2 separate regions of the Mus musculus genome follow, and region 1 is linked to region 2. The links are chromatin contacts, called in public promoter capture Hi-C maps. All regions are on one chromosome and are shown on one strand. The core of a region is the stretch at or near the end of the contact, and the rest is flanking DNA. Distances in the headings are between cores, read along the strand shown.

The links. Capture Hi-C pulls out chosen DNA fragments and counts their contacts.
Region 1: a contact with region 2 is called in a promoter capture Hi-C map of adipose tissue. The contact joins the promoter of Neu2 here to the promoter of Kcnj13 in region 2. A contact is called at or near these places in 7 of 39 promoter capture datasets (the C10 cell line, embryonic stem cells, hippocampal neurons and 3 more) and 5 of 9 other capture datasets (adipose tissue, embryonic stem cells, liver and 2 more).

The regions. Positions count from the first base shown.
Region 1 is chr1:87,571,498-87,575,969 of GRCm38.p6, forward strand. It overlaps Neu2 (neuraminidase 2), which reads left to right and starts at 2,530. Exons shown (of 4, transcript NM_001160163.1): 1 at 2,530-2,629. It also overlaps a transcript of Ngef not described here.
Region 2 is chr1:87,392,824-87,396,862 of GRCm38.p6, forward strand. It overlaps Kcnj13 (potassium inwardly-rectifying channel, subfamily J, member 13), which reads right to left and starts at 1,906. Exons shown (of 3, transcript NM_001110227.2): 1 at 1,789-1,906. The region is part of intron 8 of Gigyf2 (GRB10 interacting GYF protein 2); the gene reads left to right.

The DNA.
Region 1 (4,472 bases), core at 1,280-3,779, 180 kb after region 2:
TTGGAGAGTGCCTGGAAAGGGACAAGAGAAGCTTGGGAACCCTGAGTAAGGGACCAGAGAGGGGAAGGGAGGAAGGCCACATTTAGTGTAAGGATCCTTATACCTGGTCCCATCTGAAGTAGAGGCAGTCACCAGCAGCTGATAGCCTAAGGTAACTCAGCCTTACGTATAATCCACAACCATCTCCCTTCAGAGTTTCAGCCTATCATGATGGAGAGCTTCAGGGGACACTTACTTAGCCAGTTAGCAGGTGTGCCTCCCTGACTTAAGATCCTGAGAATCAGGAGATCTCCCAAGCTCCCACCCTCAGCTCAGGTCCCCGGCTACAGTTTCCTCTTTTATGTTGTCCAGATAAATAGGCTAAGAAAGCCTACTCTCTCCCAATGCTGAGTTATACTCCTACATCCAAAGAGATCCCCACTTCTGGAGACTCTCTATCCAGAGTTACCCTCCTTAGATAATGTACCAGCAAATCATTTGGGAACTCTTTAAGGATCTAGATAGTGGGTACTTCAAGCTATAGTCTATGGTAGACACCATGACTAATGCATGTGGTTCCTGGCAAAGAGGTGAAAGTGACAAAGGCACACAGTCAGCCTGCTGCATCTACAGCTGAAGGGTGTATCTCCTGGGATGACATTGTCCGCATGTACAGAGCCTACTTCCTAAGTCTGTGAGTCCCATGGATAGGAGCACTTCTCCACCTTTCCCTTACTTCAGCAATCCTATTCACCAAGAATTCTTTACAGAGGCTTCTGCTTCCCCCAGGAACTTCCTGTTCTAGTCATTAAGATCCCAACCCCTCATCCCTAGGAACTTGAAACACTTAGCTAGAGTGAGAGCGGGAACAAGTGCTCACAGTCAACCCATCAGCTATTTCACCAACAGAAGCTCACCATGGGACATTCTTTAAAAGACCTCTCATTAATGTTCAAACTCACTGTGGTATCCCTGGCAGTGGGGCCACAGGGACTGCTGCTACCGTTAGGAAACAGGACAGGCTGGGTGTCTCCCTATCCTGGGGACCATGTCCATGAAAATCTGTGGTTGTTCAAAGAGTGGCCTGAGAGTGTGGTTGAGGAAGATGGCCTATTGTCCATTTTCATTGTCCAGGATGCTGGAGTCTCCAAGGAGACTCTGGCTTCTCCTTTCTGAGACTAAGTAACATCAAATGTGGGCCAAGATGAAGAAAGGGGGAGGGGAAAGGAAAACACAGTGGGGGGACCCAACCAGAGCCTTAATGTCTCTCTGCATTAAGACAGCCATTTCTCTCAAGGCAACAAGACATTGGTCACTAGCTGAGATAGCAGAGTAGCCAAAACTACAGGAATCCCAAGTCCAGCTCCCTGCAGCTGATGGCTTCGTGAATATCCCACATATTGGTCAAGACAGGAAATAAGAACCTTCTATTGCTATATCCAGCTGAGTTTTCTCAACCGAGTCACAACATACTCTGGCTTCTTGGCCACCAAGCACACAAATCTGGAGGGTTCTGAGGGTAGGGTCTTTTGTCCTGAAATGGTCCCTGAGCAGGAGGAGCAACATCAGTGGGGCAGCAACACAGGGGCTGTTACTCCATAGCTGTGAAGTCTCCTCCCTAGAGCACACCTTAACCCTGAGGTTTGAGCCAACAGCACACGGAAATCACAGCACTTCACAGTCTACACATACATTTACAACCAGGGCGAGCACCATGGGGAGTGAGTGCCCTGGTCTTGGAGGGCTCTGCAGTTACTTTAACATGAGGCTTCTGCCTCTCTCTGATTCTTTATCGGTTTTTGGCAAGAGGCCCTGCACGTTCCTGTTGCACAGGGCCCTGTAAGTTATTGACCTGTCCTTTGCAGTACATTGTCTCCCTAGTCTCCACAGCTGGAGGTATAGGAGCTGGAAAGAGGGGTCACCCTGCTTCGTGCTTCACAGATGTTGAAACACGCTGGGCTGGGAGAATCACTAAGCCAAGATGGGCTGGGAGCTCACAGGCATAGCCAGGACCTCATAGGTACTGCTGGAATCTTGCAAGGGTAGCCAAGTTCTCCTTCCCATGGACAGTCTGGCTGCCTTCTCTTTCCTAGTTCTTCTCAATCAATGCTTGCAACACTCTGCACTTCCCCAGCAGTGACCTCTCTTCTACGGTTTCCTTGATCTCATTTCATTAAAAAATAAGATAAAATAAACATATATTTTGCTCACCTGCCAGCCAGAAGTTCCTGGGTGTTAGGCCCCCTCATAAGTGCTTCAGTTTCTTCCTTTCCCATCCACGGTCCTGTCCGGGCACCTCAGTGCAGGTCTGTGTGTCCCCCACATAAGCACACAAGCTCCCTACCTGTCCCTGAGTACTATAGCCTGGAAAAGCCTCCCTGGGAAACATTCCTGACCTTCAGACCTGCCTCCCTATAGCTGGCCCCATTCCTGGGACAGGCACTTCCTGTCTGGGTGTTTACCTTGCTGGGTGCCCTGCACCTAGGCAGGGAGCCAGACACACCTCCCTAGGAGCCAGGCAAAAGGGGAGGTGCCACTGAGGTGCAGGTTGACATGACCCAAACGGCCCCTGGCTGCAAGGTAATATCGGAAGTTGACTAAGAATGGACGCCCCACCACTGACTGACCCGCCCCCTGAGTCTGAGATTGGGTAAGTGTTTATGATCCTCTTGGGTTCTGGTCACTTTTGTGTTAGTATGTGTACACGTGCACACACACGTGGAAGTCAGAGGTGAACACCAGGTCTCTCTCTTATTGTTTTCTGTTTTTCTTATGGAACCCAGGGCTCACTAATTGGCCAGGCTACCTGATCGGCCATCCTCCGAATCTTACCTGCACCCTCCCCTCCTGTCTCAAACTTCCCCTGTGGGGGTTAAAGGAGCACGCCACTGTGCCCCTTTTTTATGTGACAGTTGTGAATCTTCTCAAGTCCCAGTGCACATATGCCAAGCGGTTTGCCAACTAAGCCAGCACTTTTAATCACTGCTTTACATGGCCGTCAGGGCTCAGCTTGACAGCTCCCAGGCAGGGGACACCAGCTGCTCTATTCGAGAGGTCTTAATCAATTGTTACTATTACAGTGAATTATGATTAGTGACGGCTTCCTTCTGCCTGGTGCTTACTGCGTGGCAGGCACTGAACTAAGCAGATTGCATAACCTCTCTGTGTAGCCCTGAGCCCTCACTACAAGTTGAGAATCAGGTGCATTTTAAAGATACATATGTTCATAGATCATCTTGCCCAAGGCCACATAGATAGTAAGCTGCTCCAAGATTGAAACCCATCCTAGCTGGTACCAAAACCTTGCCTCTTAACCCATTGCTTTCATTTCTCAATGCTAATAGCTACACTGCCCATATTTATGTAAGCCTCCGATGAGCTATTGTTTTTTGTGACCTACCGCTGGTAATAAATTAACCCAACCGGTACTGCCAAGAAGCAGGGCATACTTATACTCTAGGTTTCTGTGAGTCAGGAATCTGGGCAGGGCTTGGCCGCGTTCTTTGTTCAGGGGCTCTCACTGGCTGGAGGCAAGGTGGCTGAGGGCCAGAACGCCTCTTTACAAGGCTGTGTGGAGAAGGCACACAGGCCTCCTGGGTTGTTGGCAGGCCTGCACGCCTCCTTGGGGATTGCTGGACTGAGGGCCTTGTTTCCTGCTGGTCATGGCTGGGCAGCTTGCTCTGTTTTGTTTGTTTGCCTCTCTGCCATGACACCTTGCTTCATTGAGGCTGCAGAAGATTCCAGAGATCTCTCTCTTCAAGGACATGGCTGTGTGATGCGCTCCACGTGAGCACGCTCAGCTATGGAAGTCAGATGTCTTCCTTGAAGAATCTCCACTTTATTTATTGAGGCAGGGTCAGTCATTAGACCTGGAACTAGTCAAATCCAGCTAGTCTAGCTAGCTAGCTTACTGTGAGGATCACCGCCTCTGCCCGCTGAGTGCTGGGAACAGCCAGGCCCACCTAGCTTTTGTGTTCTGGGGACCTGGATCCTGACCTCTCGTTTGCATGCCACGCTCTTTCTCAGCTGAGCCATCTCCCAGAACCACAGACTTTTGTGATGTGCTCGTGGAAGTGACATTAAGTGGCATCCCATCACTCTGCCATGCTCTGCTTGTCAGAGAGCCGCCATTAGGTACAGCCCATATGTCACAGTAGGACATGGATGCAGGAAGTAGGCACCATTGAATCTCAGATGTCTGCCTAGTATGACATCCGATTGCCACAAATGTTGGTTCTGGTTTTTGCCACTGAATGCCAGAGGGAAGTAATCTCTCATCCACTCATCCCTGCTTTTTTTTTTAACAATAAAGCATATATATTCTAACTAAATTACAGATCAATATTACTCAGCAGCTAGATTAATACAGTCATACAGTCACTCAAACACTTGCACAGTCCCAAACTCTCCCTCTCCCTATCTTGATTATACATATATATGCATATATAATATTATATATTATAATTATATATATAATCGAAAGAGAGATATGC
Region 2 (4,039 bases), core at 656-3,155:
TTGCTGTTGGTTATCTATGGTTTTTGTAGCGACATTAGGCTCTCTACAATTTCATTCTTTCCCCCCCTCCAGCAACTGAATAACATGGAAAAAACCATTGGCAGGGAAGTCAAAAGGCTAGTATCAAAACAGTGAAACATTTTTGGTTTTGTTTTTCCCCCACGAAACAATGTTGACTTTTGATGGGATCATTTTGGCAAGAAGTTGAGAGAAGTAAAATTTTGATCCTTAGTGAATTACCCTGTGCATTCATATAGTCAGTCACTGCCGTGTAGTAAATTCAGGGTAGGGAGCATGGCCTGAAGGCGCTGACTCTTATGTACATAGCTCTCTCGTTTTTTTGGGCAAGCCACCATGTCCCCTTGGCCAGATATCATTAGATTAAGACAAAGAATGTGGTTAAAAGGGAGATTAAATAATATGATTTCTTAAAGTCTACCTGCCAGTTTGTAAGTTTATATCTAGTTTCTCAACTGTTTTCTATAGGATGGTTTCTGTATGATTTTATATCTGCTTACCTGGCCTTAAGTTTTTTTATTGCTGCTGCTGGATGTTTATAGGATTTCCCCCCCTTCCTCTTCAAATGTAAGTGTCTAATGGGTAGACATATTTTCAAATAATTTTTACATCATCACAAGCACACAAATGCGTAACTACCTCTTTTCCTCCTCCCTTTCTTCCACCCCCTCTCTTTTTGAGATTGGTATTATTACAGTCCAAGCTGGTCTCAAACTCGGCTTTTATAACCAGATGTCTTTGAACTGATGTTGCTACTTGTTATCTCCCAAGTCCTAGGGTTATGGGTTTGTGCTGTATACTTAACTAGGAGTGCATGTGGAAGGTATTTATCTAGACTTAGATTTTTCTGTGATTTTCATGAACTAGTCATAGCAGGAAGTAGAATAGACAACTGGAAAATATATGTGTGTATCAATGTGGGGGCTGTAAAATATGTATAAATTTATAAATTGTTTGATGGGAAAAGTACTTATTTTAAAAATGGTAGTTTGATAGCTTCATTAATCATCAAAATGACAATGTTGCTCTGTTCATTAGGTGGTAGCTCTTAAACTTAGTTTTCTGTTGCTGTGCTTCTAGAGGAGTGCTGTAATTCCTGTTCCTACAGTTAAGATAGAGGCTGCACTTAGAAACGCTAAATGAATACAGTGTTTGTTCATGCCTTATGCAAACATTTTAAAGGCTGTGTTGAAAGTCTCATAAGCACCTTTCCTGGCCTCTATAATTAGGGCAAACAATGTATTAACCCTATTATGTAAGCTTAGAGAGTAGTTCATATTTTATTTTCTTATATATAGAATCTATGTTATTAATAATCTCCTGCTTAAAAAGAAATTTTAAATTAGGATATGCAGCTTTTTGAAGATTAAGAAAATTAAAATCATAATAGTTCATTTTTTGGCATTTATTTCCATATGCTTATTTTCAGGTGTTCCTAATTCCATCCAAACAACAACAACAAAACCCCACACATTCTTTTATAAAACCACTGAATTTTTATCTAGGATCTTTTCCTACCCATTTACACAGTATAACATTAGTATGGATTTACTAAAACAACTAAGAGCTAACCTTTTACTAATGCTTTCAGCATGGCTCTTTGCCAATTCTAAAATTTAAGGAAAAGAACAAACCTTAGTTCTGACTATCTAGGTAATGTCTGTTTAAAGCTCTACTGTAAGCAATCTAGTTCTGCCCCTATCTGCTGTCAGCTTCCTTACTTGTTCCCCTGAAGGAAAGAATAATGGTGAAGGTTATTTAAGTACTCACCGGTTCCTTTGTGGGGCCAGCCTACCAAAGAAGGTCTTAAGGAAGCTAGCAGCCTCTTGTCTTTTTGACCCGGTGGTTTTAACCTGTAGTGTCGTTTGTAGGTTCTCCTCTTGGACTGGCTTTGCAGCTTACATTCCTGTGTTTATAATGTCCGTGAGGGCTGGTTTCAGCTGAAGCTGATGTGATTGGTCACTTAGTCTGCAGGGGGGCCAATTAGCTCTGATCATGTGGAAAAGAATGCTGGTTTGTTAGGAGGTCTTTCTTTACCCAACACAAACCTTAACAACTCTGGAGAAAGCCTCTAGAACTGACGTGGAGAAGGGGTGCATTTTTTCCCTCTAATCAGGACCGGTTTTTAGTAAGTTTGCATAATCTTATTTAAGAGTTTATTTGAAAGTTCAAAGGGATAAAATTCCCTGCAAGATTTCCTTTCAGCCCTCTCTCCTTATATTGCGTGTTAAAGTGTGAGATATCTCTTTCACTAATCTTTTTTCCACCATTTCTTGAGGGGGGATTTAGTTGGATAAGGATGTTTAGGCATAATTGATGAGTTGATTTTTTTCTGGTTTTCTTATCAGATCCCACCTCATCAGTATGGCTATGATAGTAGGTATAGGTCATTTATTTACCTGAAACAATACCTCTGCCCTTCTTTATTGCAGAGGAAGAACTTTGGTCTTTGTTTGGTTTTAAAGCTGTGTAGTAGGCTTGACTAGGAATATGATTGCTTGATGCCTTGTACGTCTCTTTAAGGTGAAAGAAGGAAAGAATTTTCTTAAGGCTTGCTTTAGTGATCTGTAGGGGTCTTGTATGTGTGATGAAGTGGAATAAAACAATATTCAGAGTACATGATCTGTAACTCAGTACTGAAATTGTATTTACCTGGAAGATGTCAGCAGTCCAGCTTGTAGCAGCTTCCACTTGAGCTGAAAAGTATGGCCTTGTGTGATACCTAGTGAACAGTATTTTCTTCTCCTCTGTTAGCTGCCAATTTAAAAACTTTGATCAAATGTTACACATAAGAGGATCTGAAAAACAAAGACACTGTTTGTTTGAAGTAAGAGCTTGGAAAGGCCTGCTGGGAAAGTTATGAATGTAGACCAATCTAATGCTACTTAGGAAGGGAAATCCGACTTTGTGGATTCCTCTCCTTTCCTTCACAAGTTAAAAAATACATTAATTCCTTCTTTGTTTTATTAATGCCAGACATTTCAATACAAGTTTAGACAGAGCGCTAGTAACTTTGCCCGTCAGAACCAGGGAGGGTAATCAAGGTGAATTCACATTTAAGACTTATTCCCTGCCATGTGCAAGTAGGAATTTTTATCATTTTCTAGCTAGCTGATTGAGGAAAACATCTAACTGAAAATAGCTAAGACACTAGAGCAAGTAGTGGGATATTCTTCCCAAAAAAACCCAGCACGTTAGTGTATCTTCCACTGTCATGGATAGTAGGTAAAACAAAAGCTTGTCATTCAACTTAGGACATCTCCCCTCCCCACCCCCCTTATAAAAAGGCATTTTGACTGTGGCCTTGTACATAAATCCCCCTGCATCAGCCTTCCTAGTACTCAGCTTATAGACCAGACTTTTTCAATAACGTACTCTTATTTCAGACTGTTTCTACACAAAAATGATAGAGTAAGTTAATGATACTGTTAAGTTTACCTACATGGACCCAAACATGCACCCACACAATGGCTTATGTGTGGTATTTCTAATTCTGGGATGCTTCCAACTTGAAGGCCTGTCATGGGCAGTGATGATCACTGATGGTTGTCTGTGGATGTTATACTTTGACTCTGGAGCTCAGCATCCTATGACAGCCATTTGAGTATGTAAATTATTGTAAGTTGGTTCTATCAGCTTGGCTGAGGTGACATTGATAATGGCATAGAAGATACACCACCATCATCCTGAAATACACAGTAGGTATGTCATAGTAAGGTAGTTGGAGTTGGATCTAAAGCATCTCTTCTGTGTATGAACATAAATGCTACTGTTCCATTGGTGATTTGCTTTTTATTAAAAATTTAATGGTCATGCTAGGTGCCATATACAAGTAAATTAGTCTTTATTAGATCCTCTGTACCTAAAGTTATTGATTACTATTTTAGCTTAAGTAATCCAGTACACAATCTAGAAATACTATAGTTTCCTTTAAAATGACAAAGGATTTGTTGGTGTCTTGCCTACTCTCCAATTAAGTCTGCCTGACTGGCTGCCAGTATTCTTAGTTGTGTTAAAGATA